Linked DNA regions of Arabidopsis thaliana: region 1 is linked to region 2. The links are chromatin contacts, called in public capture Hi-C maps. All regions are on one chromosome and are shown on one strand. The core of a region is the stretch at or near the end of the contact, and the rest is flanking DNA. Distances in the headings are between cores, read along the strand shown.

Region 1 (6,565 bases), core at 2,772-5,271, 44 kb after region 2:
GTAGTCTACCTTAGGGGAAGGTGAGTAGTATGGGGGTGGTGGGGAGCTGTAGACGTACGGTGGTGGGGGAGATTTGTAGACTATCTTAGGAGAAGGTGAGTAGTATGGTGGTGGTGGTGAGCTGTAGACGTATGGTGGTGGTGGAGACTTGTAGTCTACCTTAGGTGATGGTGAGTAGTATGGTGGTGGTGGAGAACTGTAAACATATGGTGGAGGAGGAGACTTGTATACAACCTTAGGGGATGGAGAGTAATATGGTGGTGGTGGAGAACTATAAACATATGGTGGTGGAGGAGATTTGTAATCTACCTTAGGGGATGGTGAATAATATGATGGTGGTGGAGAGTTGTAAACATACGGTGATGGTGGAGATTTGTACTCCACCTTAGGGGATGGCGAATAGTATGGTGGTGGTGGGGAACTGTAAACATATGGTGGTGGAGGAGATTTGTAGTCTACCTTAGGAGATGGTGAATAGATTGGTGGTGGTGGCGAACTGTAAACATATGGTGGTGGAGGAGACTTGTAGTCTACCTTTGGGGATGGAGAGTAATATGGTGGTGGTGGAGAGTTGTAGACATATGGTGGTGGAGGAGACTTGTACTCAACTTTAGGAGATGGTGAATAGTATGGTGGTGGTGGAGATTTATAATCAACTTTAGGCGCTGGAGAGTATTCTAGTGGTGGTGGTGGAGAACTGTAAACATCTGGTAATGGAGGAGATTTGTATTCCACTTTGGGAAGTGGCACAGAGTATGGTGGAGGTGAGCTATCTGTGTATGGCTCATATGCCGCAACCATTGTTGCCATGATGATAACTCCTATAGCGTAGACGAGATGGGCAGAAGGCCCCATTTTAGAAGAAGATATCATTGGCAAAGTATTTCTTGTTTTGGTTTGTATTTTAAAGAATGAGTGCTGAGGTTTATATAGCAAAGATTTTCTCTAAATCCAGCTATACTTTCCATATTTTTTTGGACTCCATCTAACTAAGTCGTGGAAGCATGTCTACACGATACTAGTTGGAGACGACGTGCAAGAACGTTGACGAGCCGCTTTTCTTTTTATATTTAGCAAACATCAACTTTAACATGTTGGTGGATGTATCATATTGGTCAACGGGCTAGTTTAATCTTTTGTTTTTACCTTTTTGGGGTCACTTCATATCAATTTTTAGATTTTTGATGGATCTTGGGTATAATTTATAATCGATAATTTTGAAAAAAAATGTATAATCTATTCAAATGTTTATAAATATGTATTTATACATATATCTTTTGTAAAATTAGTATTGGCCTATTTATAAATATTTATTGTGTTGAATATTGATGACTTTTTTAAAAGTTTTTTTTTATTATAGAATTAAAATACTTTTGCCTAACATATACCATTTTTGTTTGAAGATTAGTGTTCTAAAATTTGAATTTGGATTCTATCTGTATAGTGTCCAAGCCTCCAAGATTTATACATGCGTTATTAACAGTCTAAAGGATCTTCCAAAACATAAAATAGAGTGTCTTCTCGAGTACTCTCTGACGCTCAAGCCAATAGAACAACATGATTATACAAAAAGCTAGTTCTCGAGGGACTAGTTATGCCTCAGCTCTGAGTGTTCTTCGAAAGTGGTTCAAGACTCAATTTGAACCGAATATTTGAACCGAATCGATCCAAAAAATATTCGAACTGAACTCAAACCGATTTAAAAAAATACTTGAATAGTACTAGAACCTTTGTACCTGAAGAACCCAAGATCCGAAGATAGCCGAAAATATCCGAAATACAAGTATATATCTAAAAAAGATTAGTTGTACTTATACATATAATAAACCTAGTAAAAACGAATCCGAAGATTATACTTCATCTTCTATAGGATTGATCTTCATCTAAAATTTTACTTCAATCTGGTTGAATTAGGCCAGTTTGATCACAGCTTCAATCGAATTCACAGTGGCACCAAAAAGTGTTGTTGAAACCATGGACCTATTTTAGGTGGACATTACTTCCTTAGCCTTCAAAGTTGTCGTTAAGGTGTTTTATCAACATATCAAACTTGCGCATAATGCTTACTTGAATTTTTATTGACAAACGACATTTTAGTTGTTAGGAATTTCATTACTTAGATAATTGCTATTACGAAACCAGGATAACTTTACAATTGTGTTTTGAATTCAAGAACGGTTCTAAAAGCTTCTCATAATTAATATAAATTTATTTCATAATTCCTTGATGATTTGCGTTTATTGAATGCTTTTTGTTATATTTTATTTTATCACCTTGAATATTGAAAACTCTTGTTTATTTTAGCTTTATTCACATTGCATTGCTTGGTTCCTGTAAACTCGATCCTAAATTACTACTGCAATTGTTACCGTGCACTTGCGGTAAATTGATTTGGGGTAAAAAGCGTTACAGATATCCTACGGATTTCTCAAGTCATGCATAGGGAATGACAGTAAGAGTTTTTCTTGGGGAACCTTATTTTCGACGTATCTTCGATGAGCCGATGTATTGTCTTTCTGTCCTCATGTTCAAATAATTATTGGTGACTAATAATTCATCCCAGCAACAACCAATCATTCGAAAGTATTATAACTGCAAATACATGGGTTTAAAATTAAAAATTACAGGACTGATCAAAGTCAACTTTGATAATTCATTCCATAATTATTAAGAAAACTATGTACTTGTTTCTTGAATTTCAAAACTCAATACAAAAAAATTACTAACTAGTTAACAAAAATAAATTATGTGCTAAAACAACCTATTAATAGAGAATAGATAACGTGTCAACCAAGCTTATTACCAAAAAAGTATCACACACTATACATTTAAGTGGACTAATTTAAAAATGATCTATTGACGTCGAATTTATAAATATTTAATTTATCACCCAAAAATAGAGGGTTAATTTTATTTTTCTAACCCTACAAGTTTGATATTATGTTATTAACGAAATCATATTTAAATATAAAAATGATTGGAACAGTGAAGGTAATACCTTTAATCCTCTAATCCACATGCGTTCTTATATTAATAACAAAAGAAATGGATACAGAAGTGTGTGCAAAATAGTTGGATATTGCATTTTCAATTGAAGTCTTAATTGTTAAAGAGTGAATGTTAGAACTAAACCAATTTCAAGAGAAAAAAAATATTTGATTGCATTTTGTCATAATTTCTTACTCAAAGTTATAAGTGTTTTTTCTTTCTTTCTTTATAAACTAATGAGTGATAACGTTCACTTTTTACGGAATATAGATTATCAACTGAAAAACTCAAAAAAACAATGTTTATCATTCTAAGTATTGCAAATATTTTTGTTTGTTAATTCTCCTAGCATTGTCAATTTATAATCATTTATCTTTTTACATCAATTTTATAAAATAATATTTTGAAACCCTAAGTGAAGAAAGTGTAACAAAACGGCTGCGTTTGATTCACTTGTTGTTGGATACAAGACTGCAAGGCATCAAACCTTTGCAATCACGTAAGTCCTGATATTATTCTGATAGCTTTTCTTTTTTAATTCATAAATTTCCAGTAATCACAAAAAAAAATACAAAGCCCAAAGGCCAGACCCAACAAAGGAAAATGACAGGACCTGCAACAAGACCACAGGCCCAACAAGATCAGAAGAGAGAGAGCAACATGTTGCAGGAGCATAGATCAAAACCATTCGATATAGATTAGACCCATTCTCTAGATCTCAACAGGTTGTTCCTCCTTCTTCCTATTTAGTTACTTGGTTTCAATTGTCTCTTTTTTACATATGCTTACCTAGGCTTGAAACAATTGAAACCAAGTAGCTAAATAGAAAGAAGGAGGAGGAAACCTGTTGAGATCTAGAGAATGGGTCTAATCTATATCGAATGGTTTTCTTGATATCCAAAAAAAAAAAAAAAGAGTAAGGGACTATGGAACATATAAGCTTCAGCAACTTCATGAAGTTTTATGAATAATTGAATACCCATTTCTAAAGCTTCAAAGGCTCTTAAATTTTCTACCAACAAAAAGGAAGTAATTCCATAACCAATTTCTCTGTCTATAAAATTTACAAGTTTAATATTGATGGAACAAATCTCTCTGTCTATAAAATAAATGAATTTTCAGTACCAAAACTTTTACATCACCACTTTATTTTTACACTGCACACTTTGCTGCTTGCTCTATAATTGTGGTCAGAACTCAGAATCATTTTGGTCCCCACACCTAGCTTCAAGCTCATAGCATCTTCATGAGCAGATAAACAAAAATCTTTGAATACTTTTTAGTCAAATTCGTACTCAAGAACGAAAAATATGTATACGAACAAACCCTAATTTCACTGTATTATAAAGATTTTTTTTTTTAATCAAAATAACAATAAATTTCGTGGCATTTTTGAGACACTCAAAAATTAAAACAAGAGTAAGATAAATAGAGAGTGAGTGGTTTAGAAGCGATGTGAGCCAAAACAGAGCAAAACTTGACAAGTCTCATAAGAAACAGAAAGCAGAGAGAGTTTCGTGGGGCACAAGCAAACACAAAGATGCTTGAGACCGGATCGATTTGGGGTTTCACAGGCTCAACGATGACGAGCCTTATGTTCTTCTGGGCGATGTACAACCAAGTCCACATTGAGAAATACATTTACAAGTTGATGGGATGGGTTTCGAATTCTGTTCACATAAAGTTCAACGAGTATTCTGGAGAAGGTCTTGAGAAAAGTGAAGCGTTTGACACCATACACAACTACTTGTCCACGAAATCAACAGCTCTTGGAAACAGATTAAAGGCCAACGAGTCTAAAAAAAGCAAATCTTTGGTGCTTAGTTTGGATGATCACGAGACAGTTGAAGATGTGTTTCAAGGTGTGAAGGTGAAGTGGTCTTCAAGCGTGAGAGAGAACCAGAATCAGTCTAGTACGAACCGTGATAAGGGTTTTGCGGAGAGAAGGTACTTGACTTTGAGTTTCCATAGTCGGCATAGAGAGATGATCACAACGACTTATCTTGATCATGTTTTGAGAGAAGGGAAAGAGATTGGGTTGAAGAAGAGAGAAAGGAAGCTTTACACTAATAACTCGAGTCATGAGTGGATCTCTTGGAGATTAGGAACAAACTGGAGCAACGTTTCTTTTGATCATCCTGCAACTTTGGAGACTTTCGCTATGGATCCAGAGAAGAACAAAGCAGAGAAGGAAGCTTGGAAGAAGAGAAGGAGAAAGCGAGGAAGATTACTGAGGAAGAAGAGAAGAACAAAGCAGAGAAGGAAGCTTGGAAGAAGAAGAAGAAAGCAGAGAATGCAGAGAAGAAGAAATTGAAGCCATAATCAGAAGGAAGCTGATGTAAACGGTGACGTTTGATTCATTTCTTCAACTACAAGAAAACTACGAAGAAGGATCAGAGTTTGCTTGATGCTAGATCAATTAGGATTATGATCGGAATGTTTCTTGATGTTTTTAGTTTATTTGCTAATTGGATATTTTAAGTTCTATCTTAGAACATGTTTTAAATGCTTTTTCTTGGTAATGGTAACAAATATATAATGTCTCTAATTTTTCCTAAAACCATCTATATATACATTTTTGCAGTCATTTTGTGAAATAAATCATGTAGTTGAGACTTATTTACGATGGCTGCCACTGGATTTTAATGTTTGTTTTTGATAATTATAAAGAAAATCTTCGAATTAAATATTTGACATTTAACAATCTTCCTAAAATCTCTCCACATTAACTACACGATTATTTACTAAAATAAAACTTCCAAAATATTTAATATCATTTAATTACAACAAAATTATCATTTTTAATATTGCTTTTCTCCATGACTATAACAATTCGATTATAATCATCAAAGCGTAGAGATATAATTTGATAGCATTTAATTACTACAAAATTACAAAATATTTAGACAATGATTCATAAACATATCATAAATAAGATCAACATTAATAAAATAAATGGGTTTTTTTACGGGACGGGTTTGGCAGGACGTTATTTAATAACATTTGTAAACTATAAAATAAAAATATTTTATAGATAGATACAATTTGTAAACTTTTATATATACTAACTTTAAAAAATAAATTGTTCCCGCGGTACACCGCGGGTTAAAATCTAGTATAGCTACAATCTTAAAGAAGTGTGAGTACTATAAAATCTTCCTTTAGTTTGTGTATTGTTCAATGTCCATGACTCGAAATGAATTTCATGAATTTATTAAAAAAACTAATGTAACATTTTAAGGATTTTTCAGTTCAAATTACTTTCTTAGTAACGAATAGAAACCAGAGTAAATACGAACAACAACTACTCAATAACTTATGGTAATACGACTTATCCCATACTAGACTACTATACTAGTCTTGTTGTATATTATGTATTTTCTTGTCCTTATATAATAGAAAAGAAATACCAATTAATAAACGTATGGACATGAAATGGATCACCAAAAGATTCTTTTGAGGCGAATCTTTGAAGATATGAAAGATGGTATTGGTAACTTGTCCCACAAGAAATCATCTTCTCAGTCCTATCACAAAGGACTGTTTTTGGTGTGACAACAAAGTACTTCTTTCTTCC
Region 2 (6,541 bases), core at 1,619-4,118:
AAAAAACACATAAGCTTAATAGTAAAAAAAAAAAAAAGGACAATACTAAGACAGCAACTATCCCAACTTCATTCAAGGTCTTATTTGCTAACACTTTACCTAAACGTCATATGAGAATTGTTGAAGATACTTTTCGGAGTATCTTCACTGCATAAGTGGGAATTTCCATCGTCACTCATGCCTGCCGCAGTGCTTGAACACTGTTGATTTGCCTCCTCAGTAACACCCTTGTCTGGATGCCCATTTACATATGTAAGGCCTTCAGGAGCCAAGCTGCTATTAGGTTTCACTAGGGAACTTGAAATGAATGCTTTTACAGGGCAGAAAAGAGTAGCAGCAGTCATATTTGCCAAATCTTTGATTTTAACTATCCGCAGGATGCATGAAAGCAGATAAAGAGAAGTGACAGGATCAACTGATATGTCCTGAAATAACCACAAAATCAATACTTTAGTGAACTAAAAATAGAACTCTGGCAAAAAGTCAAACCTAACAAGGGTAAAAAAAACAAAATCCCAAAGGAACAAATAAGTCAACCCTGAAAATAAAATTAAGAGGAAAAGGTGATATTTGGTACATTTACAGCCTCGGAGCATAAAGACGGGAGAAGAAGTGGGAGAGTTAGATGCTGCAGAATGTGATCTGTTATCAGCCTCCCGATATCAGGTATGCCAGCAGAGATAACATCACTAAAGTAGTACAAGGTGTCCTCAATCCCATCAACGGCAGAAAACAATTTTCCACCTGAATCCGGAGATGGGCTTCTGTAGCAAAGATTAAATGAAAATCTTTCAGAATACAATTTATCCAAATCATACACAAACAAAATAAGTAGGTAGATGAAAAGGGGTTGTGATAACTTATTATCAATTTTACAAGCTATTTCCCTGGGAAATGAAATTGCACTGAATCTTACTTTAGAGTGTTCAAGACCATTGCACTTAGATCCATGCATTGCTTTTGGAAAAATGAAATTAATTTTGAAAAGTACTCGGTGTGCGGTGGACTAACTACATAATCATTCACAGATTCATCGCCAACTGCAAAAAACAAATTAAAGGCATCAGAAATGTTGCTAAAGGTTCTGATTACTTTTATCATACAAGTGACAAATCTAAAGAACTATTAGAAGTGACTGACCGTGATATACATTAAGAGTCAGGGCACGAACTGCAGTGCGTATCATGTTCTCTTCATGAAATGCAAATTGTATGCCTTCGACATAAAGGGGGAAAGAAACTACTACATCCTAGACGCAGAAACGCAGAATTAAAATAAGGCAGAAAAATCCATAAAGGAATATAAAAGTTAAAGGAACATGAAACAACAAGAATACTCACGTTCTCGGTCTTCAAAAGCAACGATATTGTATGCTTGTTCAGCTTCCCACTAACAGCTCTACATAAAACAAACAAAACAGTTAAAAGACACAATCGGTAAGTACTTCCTGAAGCCAAGATATCAGCCGGAAAATTTACCTTAAGAAGGATATGTAGTAAGATAGAAGCTCTTCGTGTTGGAAGTCAAATGTATATGTTATCAAATAGTTTACATATTCGTTACTGAACAAGTAATCTGCAAGGAGTTTCAAAAGAAAATCATCAATAGACTATAATCATGAGAATTCTCATAGAAAAATATACTGCATCTGATAAACTCACAGATGGCTTGTTCACTTTTTAGGTTTTGGATCATTATACTCATGGTTTGCAACAACTGGACAGAAACTGTTACTGTCTTGCTAACCCTCAAAATACGTACAAACTCTCCCATTACTTGTTTCTCCATAAAAAATCTGCAACAATCGCAAATATTAACAAATGCCAAAAGAAAAATCCAAAGGTGGCTGACTGATAATTAGCAAAAAAGACTCACTCAAAGAATAAGGGGTCATGCTGATCCCCATAAGTTAATATCTCCGCAATCGATCTCAGTGCCTCGATAACGAGATCCTTCAAAAATGACACCCGGTAAACAGACATCAAAGCCTAACAAAACAACAATGCCAAGACAATGTCCACTAACCTTATTAGCCTCGTTTACTATCTGAATCTTTCTCAGCTGGTCAGTCAAATACCTATATAAAAACCAAAACTTTCAACACTTACTATGTTTCATCATCATCTGGTATAACAACTAATGTCGTAACACTACGATCACAATGAACTTTCTGAGAACAAATCATTCTCCTACAATGGTCAACATAGTCCCTTTGACCCCTGAGACTAGGGAAGATGAACTTATATAGTTTCCCTACAATGGCACCACTCAAATCATCAACCCTAGCAAACTACTTGCAAACTACCAATTCAACAAACACCCTTAAAAGAAACATTTTTCCCCCACAATCAAAGGATAATCTCAGCCACAATTCAAATGAACCAAAAGAGAGATAAATCGGAAAAAAAAACTGAAACTTGTTGTAAAACCAAAGGCGATCAAAGAAACCTGAGTTCGGCTAAGGAGAATCGATCTCTGGGTCTTAAGAAGGAAAGCCACATGATTGTTTAAATCAATCCTTTGGAAAGTTCCAGTCTTCTTCTCTGGATCATCCTTCACTCTCGAGAAAACCCAATTTCCATTATTGCTTCTCGTCGATTAAACCAAATTCCACAAACTCTGACGAAATCTCTGATCCAGGGATCAAAATCATACAAAATCAAATCGTATATCGAGGGGAATAAAAAGTTCGAATTTTTCGAATGATTGTTTAGATGTTTCTTCCGGTAAAACAACAGAGATTGATGACGGCAATTGCGAATTGAAGCACCGATGTGGGTTGAGAGCTGGCGTTGGATTTGGATTCGGATTCGGATCCGGGTCGGGTTCAATCTCGAATTCAAAGAAAGAATCTTCAATTGAAAGATCCGTCTTTCGCATTTAATTTAATTTAAGGGGAACATTTATTTTTCACGTTGGACCCTCTGACTAGAGAAGAGGCTTCTCGATAATCAATGACTCACAACTGCCACGTCATACACATTATTATTTACAAAACTAAATTGTTTGTTGTCATTATAACATTGGTGATTTGCAGAAATGACCATGTTTGATAATTTATTTAAGAATATAGCATTTTAATATATAAAACTAAGTAAATAACACTAGAGAGGGATGAAAAGTTAAGTAACTCCTCATTAAAACATGAGAACACGCGCGTGAAAAGAGAAGAAGAGTGACGTGATCCTTGACACTCTTTTCGGTTTATGGACATAAATAAAAGAGAAAAGTGTTGGCTAGCGTGATGGTGGCGAAGATGGCGATGATGGTAATAGTAACAATGACAGTACCGATGGTGATGGTGACGACAACAGTGGCGGTGCCGATGGTAATAGTGATGATAACAGCGACGGTGCCGATGGCGATAGTAAGACAACAGTGGCGGTGCCGGTGGCGATGGTGACGACAACAGTGGCGGTACCGGTGGTGATGGTGACGGCAACAATGGCGGTGTCAGTGGCGATGGTGACTACAATGGCGGTGCCGGTGACGAAAAGATAATTACAAATATATATTGATTTAAGAAAACTAAACCCTAAGATACTATACATGGAACCCAAACAAAAATCATTAAACGAAATGAAATCATCTCAAGTTTCAATTTTCAAAAATCTAGCAGCAAAATAGAATAGTACAATGGTGATGATAGCTTCGGTGACGATTTTCCGGTGATGATGACTCCGGTGACGATTTTCCGGCGATGGTGGCTTCGGATACGATTTTCCGGCGATAATGGCTTTAAAAGTAGTGGTGGTTGTGGTGGTTGTGGAAGAAAAGAAGAAAGAAGAGAGAAGATGTTCATGCAGAAGAAAGAAGAAGAAGAGGATATAATTGTATTTATTACATATAATATACACAATATCACCTTATGGTTTTTGAAGTGTTAGTTTCCAAATTATTAAATTTTTTTAGGTTATACTTGCAAATTTCCCTTATAATATTTACAAATGGCAAAAAAATGATTGGAATGACTCAGAACTCTATCAAAAACGTTTACTTAGATTTAAACTAGCTAGTAGTATAAAGAAGACCACTCTATTTGTTTATTTCCTAGTAAAGTAACGAATTATTTCTTCTTGAGATTCTCCCACAATTGTGTGCCAACATCAAACAAAACAATACAAAAGTTTATAAAGGCATGACTAAAAATGTTATGAAGTTTTGACCATTGTATTTCACATCATGAAGTTTTCTTGTTAAGCTTGTTTTAGTTAAGTATTTCATGTATTATTTCTCACCACGATACATCTAATCTGACGTACTGAATTTCAAAACTTTTGATTTGTAGCATTTTATCTAATAAATTACAAGTTAATTCTACAAAAATTGAAACCCATTCCATCGAATGCGTGGTTTAAGTCCCAAATTTTTATCTTCTAGATTTTTAAAATTTTTAATTTTAAACAAAATTAAAATAAAAAACGATTTTACAAGAGAAAGTTTTTGCCTTTTCGAGAAGAACCGCAACCTTCCCACAATCTAGAAATCAATCTCCACTTCTCAACAATGGAACAAAAATCTTTTATATCTCTCGAATTCAACAATGGAACAAAAAGCTTTCCTTAAAACAAAATTTTTTTATGTCAAACCATACGAGCACAAAAGACAGATAAGTCTTTTGTTATTCTATATTTGATTTGAGCCAGAAGGAATATCTTTGCCAAAACGACCAAAGGCAAAGCCCATTTTGTGATTGCCAAGAGCAACTTATCAGTAAAAGGTTAAAACATAGTCAAATTAAACCGGTAAGTGTTGGACTTTGGAATCCAAGATAATTACCAAGAGAACCAAGGATTCCACCAAATAAAAATATATCTATTGTTGTAGTTTAGTATACAAATAAATATTTTATTAAAATAATACTAAATTAGTAACTAATTTCATTTATCACCAAAGTGATTACAATAGAATAATCTATAACTTTTTGAGTGCATCTATAAAAAATGTCACTTAAGTAATAGCCACAATCCATTAGTATAAATTTTCGTTTGTTGAAAAACGAAGGCCACTAGGGTGAAAGATGATTATGCTAAGGTATATTCACATCAAAATATATGGTGGTTCTATCATTTTCATTGTAGTTGTGTTCGTATATAGGTTAGGTTAGTTAAAAACTATTTAAACTTTGTCATGAATATTCCTATATAAAAGTGCATATTTGACCATACCAAACCCATACATACCTAACCGGCTAAACCCCATTTGCTCTAACAAAAGGTCTACGGTGACAACACCACACGCACGCATATGCAATAATAGTATTAACTATTAAGTATATGAAATACATATGAATATATGCTTCTTCTTTTTTTGTTAACTAGGGAAAATCTAGAAATCTAGACCAATGCCTAAACTAATTTTCGAAATACAGAAATCGAATTTTCTTTCCACTAGAAACGTTTACGGGTGGCTAATCTGTGACTGTGAGACATATACATTTCTCATGATATGTTGATATTAAGTGAGGTTGAGGCTGTGTCAAAAAAAAAAGAAAAAAAAAAGTGAGGTTGAGGTTTTGAATCTAAGCAAAGAAAGATCATACACAAACTCCATTGAGATGCAAATTTATCTCTCCTAATCCACTTAGATCATCCTCAAGGACGTATACATAATGTATTATGAATTAGATATTTCACCTTCGTGTCCACTACACTTCATTGGTAACAAATACTCTCTCTGAATTTGAGGTTTTGAGTTTTGCACATCTATTAAGAAAAAGTAAATTTTATATTTTTAGTTATTATTTTGTTAGTTTAATAATATTATTATTATTTATCTCATTCTTTTATTGGTCACAAACTAAATTAATGATGATACTTTTACAGAACATTAATCTTAATGGAATAAATTAAAAATTCAAAACATTAAATTTCTTGGAACAGATGGAGTATATCATTAGGACTAATGATTGCAGATAGTGTGTAATCCAACTATATCATTTGGACTAATAATTGCAACTAGTGTTTTAAGAAGAATAAGTTCTAGCTAGTAATTATAAATGACGTTTATCGAGATATCTTGGATAATGGAATTAAACTTTTAAGCGTCTTCCTTGTATCCAATGAATTTTTATAATTTTATCAAATTAAACATGCCAGTTTTAATGCTATTGTCATCTTGTTGTTATAAAAATATCACACTCCAAAAAGATTGTAAGAATCCTTAAATATCAAAATTAACCAATAAAAATAACTACCATCATGGTTGACAGAAAAAAAATTTAACTACCACTCGGTTCACAACAAGCATATGATTTACTGCAAAAGCTCACCATAATATATATGAATCGTTTCCGTGACTTTTTCCAAAACAATATAAAGACGGTCGTAAAACTTTATCATCTGCGTAAATTGTTGTAACAAAGTTTTTTTAATTGTTTCTATTTATGTGATTTTCTAATTTTAGATCTATTATATTTATCAAAACTTTAGGGTTTTATATGTTTATTTTTGGGTTTTTTGAGTTATGAGTCCATGAGTTTGCTCAATTTGAGCTTAATACTGAAAACACGGTTCTGTAGAATCGAAAAAACAAATTCGGA

Evidence for each region. Capture Hi-C pulls out chosen DNA fragments and counts their contacts.
Region 1: a capture Hi-C map of shoot shows a contact between it and region 2, with 3 times the contacts expected there. A contact is called at or near these places in 8 of 26 Hi-C or Micro-C datasets (rosette leaf, seedling and shoot) and 3 of 3 other capture datasets (root, seedling and shoot).

What each region holds. Positions count from the first base shown.
Region 1 is chr3:10,703,075-10,709,639 of TAIR10.1, forward strand. It overlaps AT3G28560 (BCS1 AAA-type ATPase), which reads left to right and starts at 4,022. Exons shown (of 1, transcript NM_113776.3): 1 at 4,022-5,517. The coding sequence starts at 4,529. The coding sequence ends at 5,302. It overlaps MIR5997 (a microRNA gene), which reads left to right and starts at 3,691; the gene lies at 3,691-3,834. AT3G28550 (Proline-rich extensin-like family protein) reads right to left here and starts at 944. Exons shown (of 3, transcript NM_001338959.1): 1 at 235-944; 2 at 1-9. The coding sequence starts at 873.
Region 2 is chr3:10,659,904-10,666,444 of TAIR10.1, forward strand. It overlaps AT3G28430 (CLEC16A-like protein), which reads right to left and starts at 2,869. Exons shown (of 21, transcript NM_113763.3): 1 at 2,449-2,869; 2 at 2,026-2,077; 3 at 1,876-1,952; 4 at 1,662-1,795; 5 at 1,479-1,575; 6 at 1,341-1,398; 7 at 1,141-1,249; 8 at 917-1,040; 9 at 578-764; 10 at 100-425. The coding sequence starts at 2,501.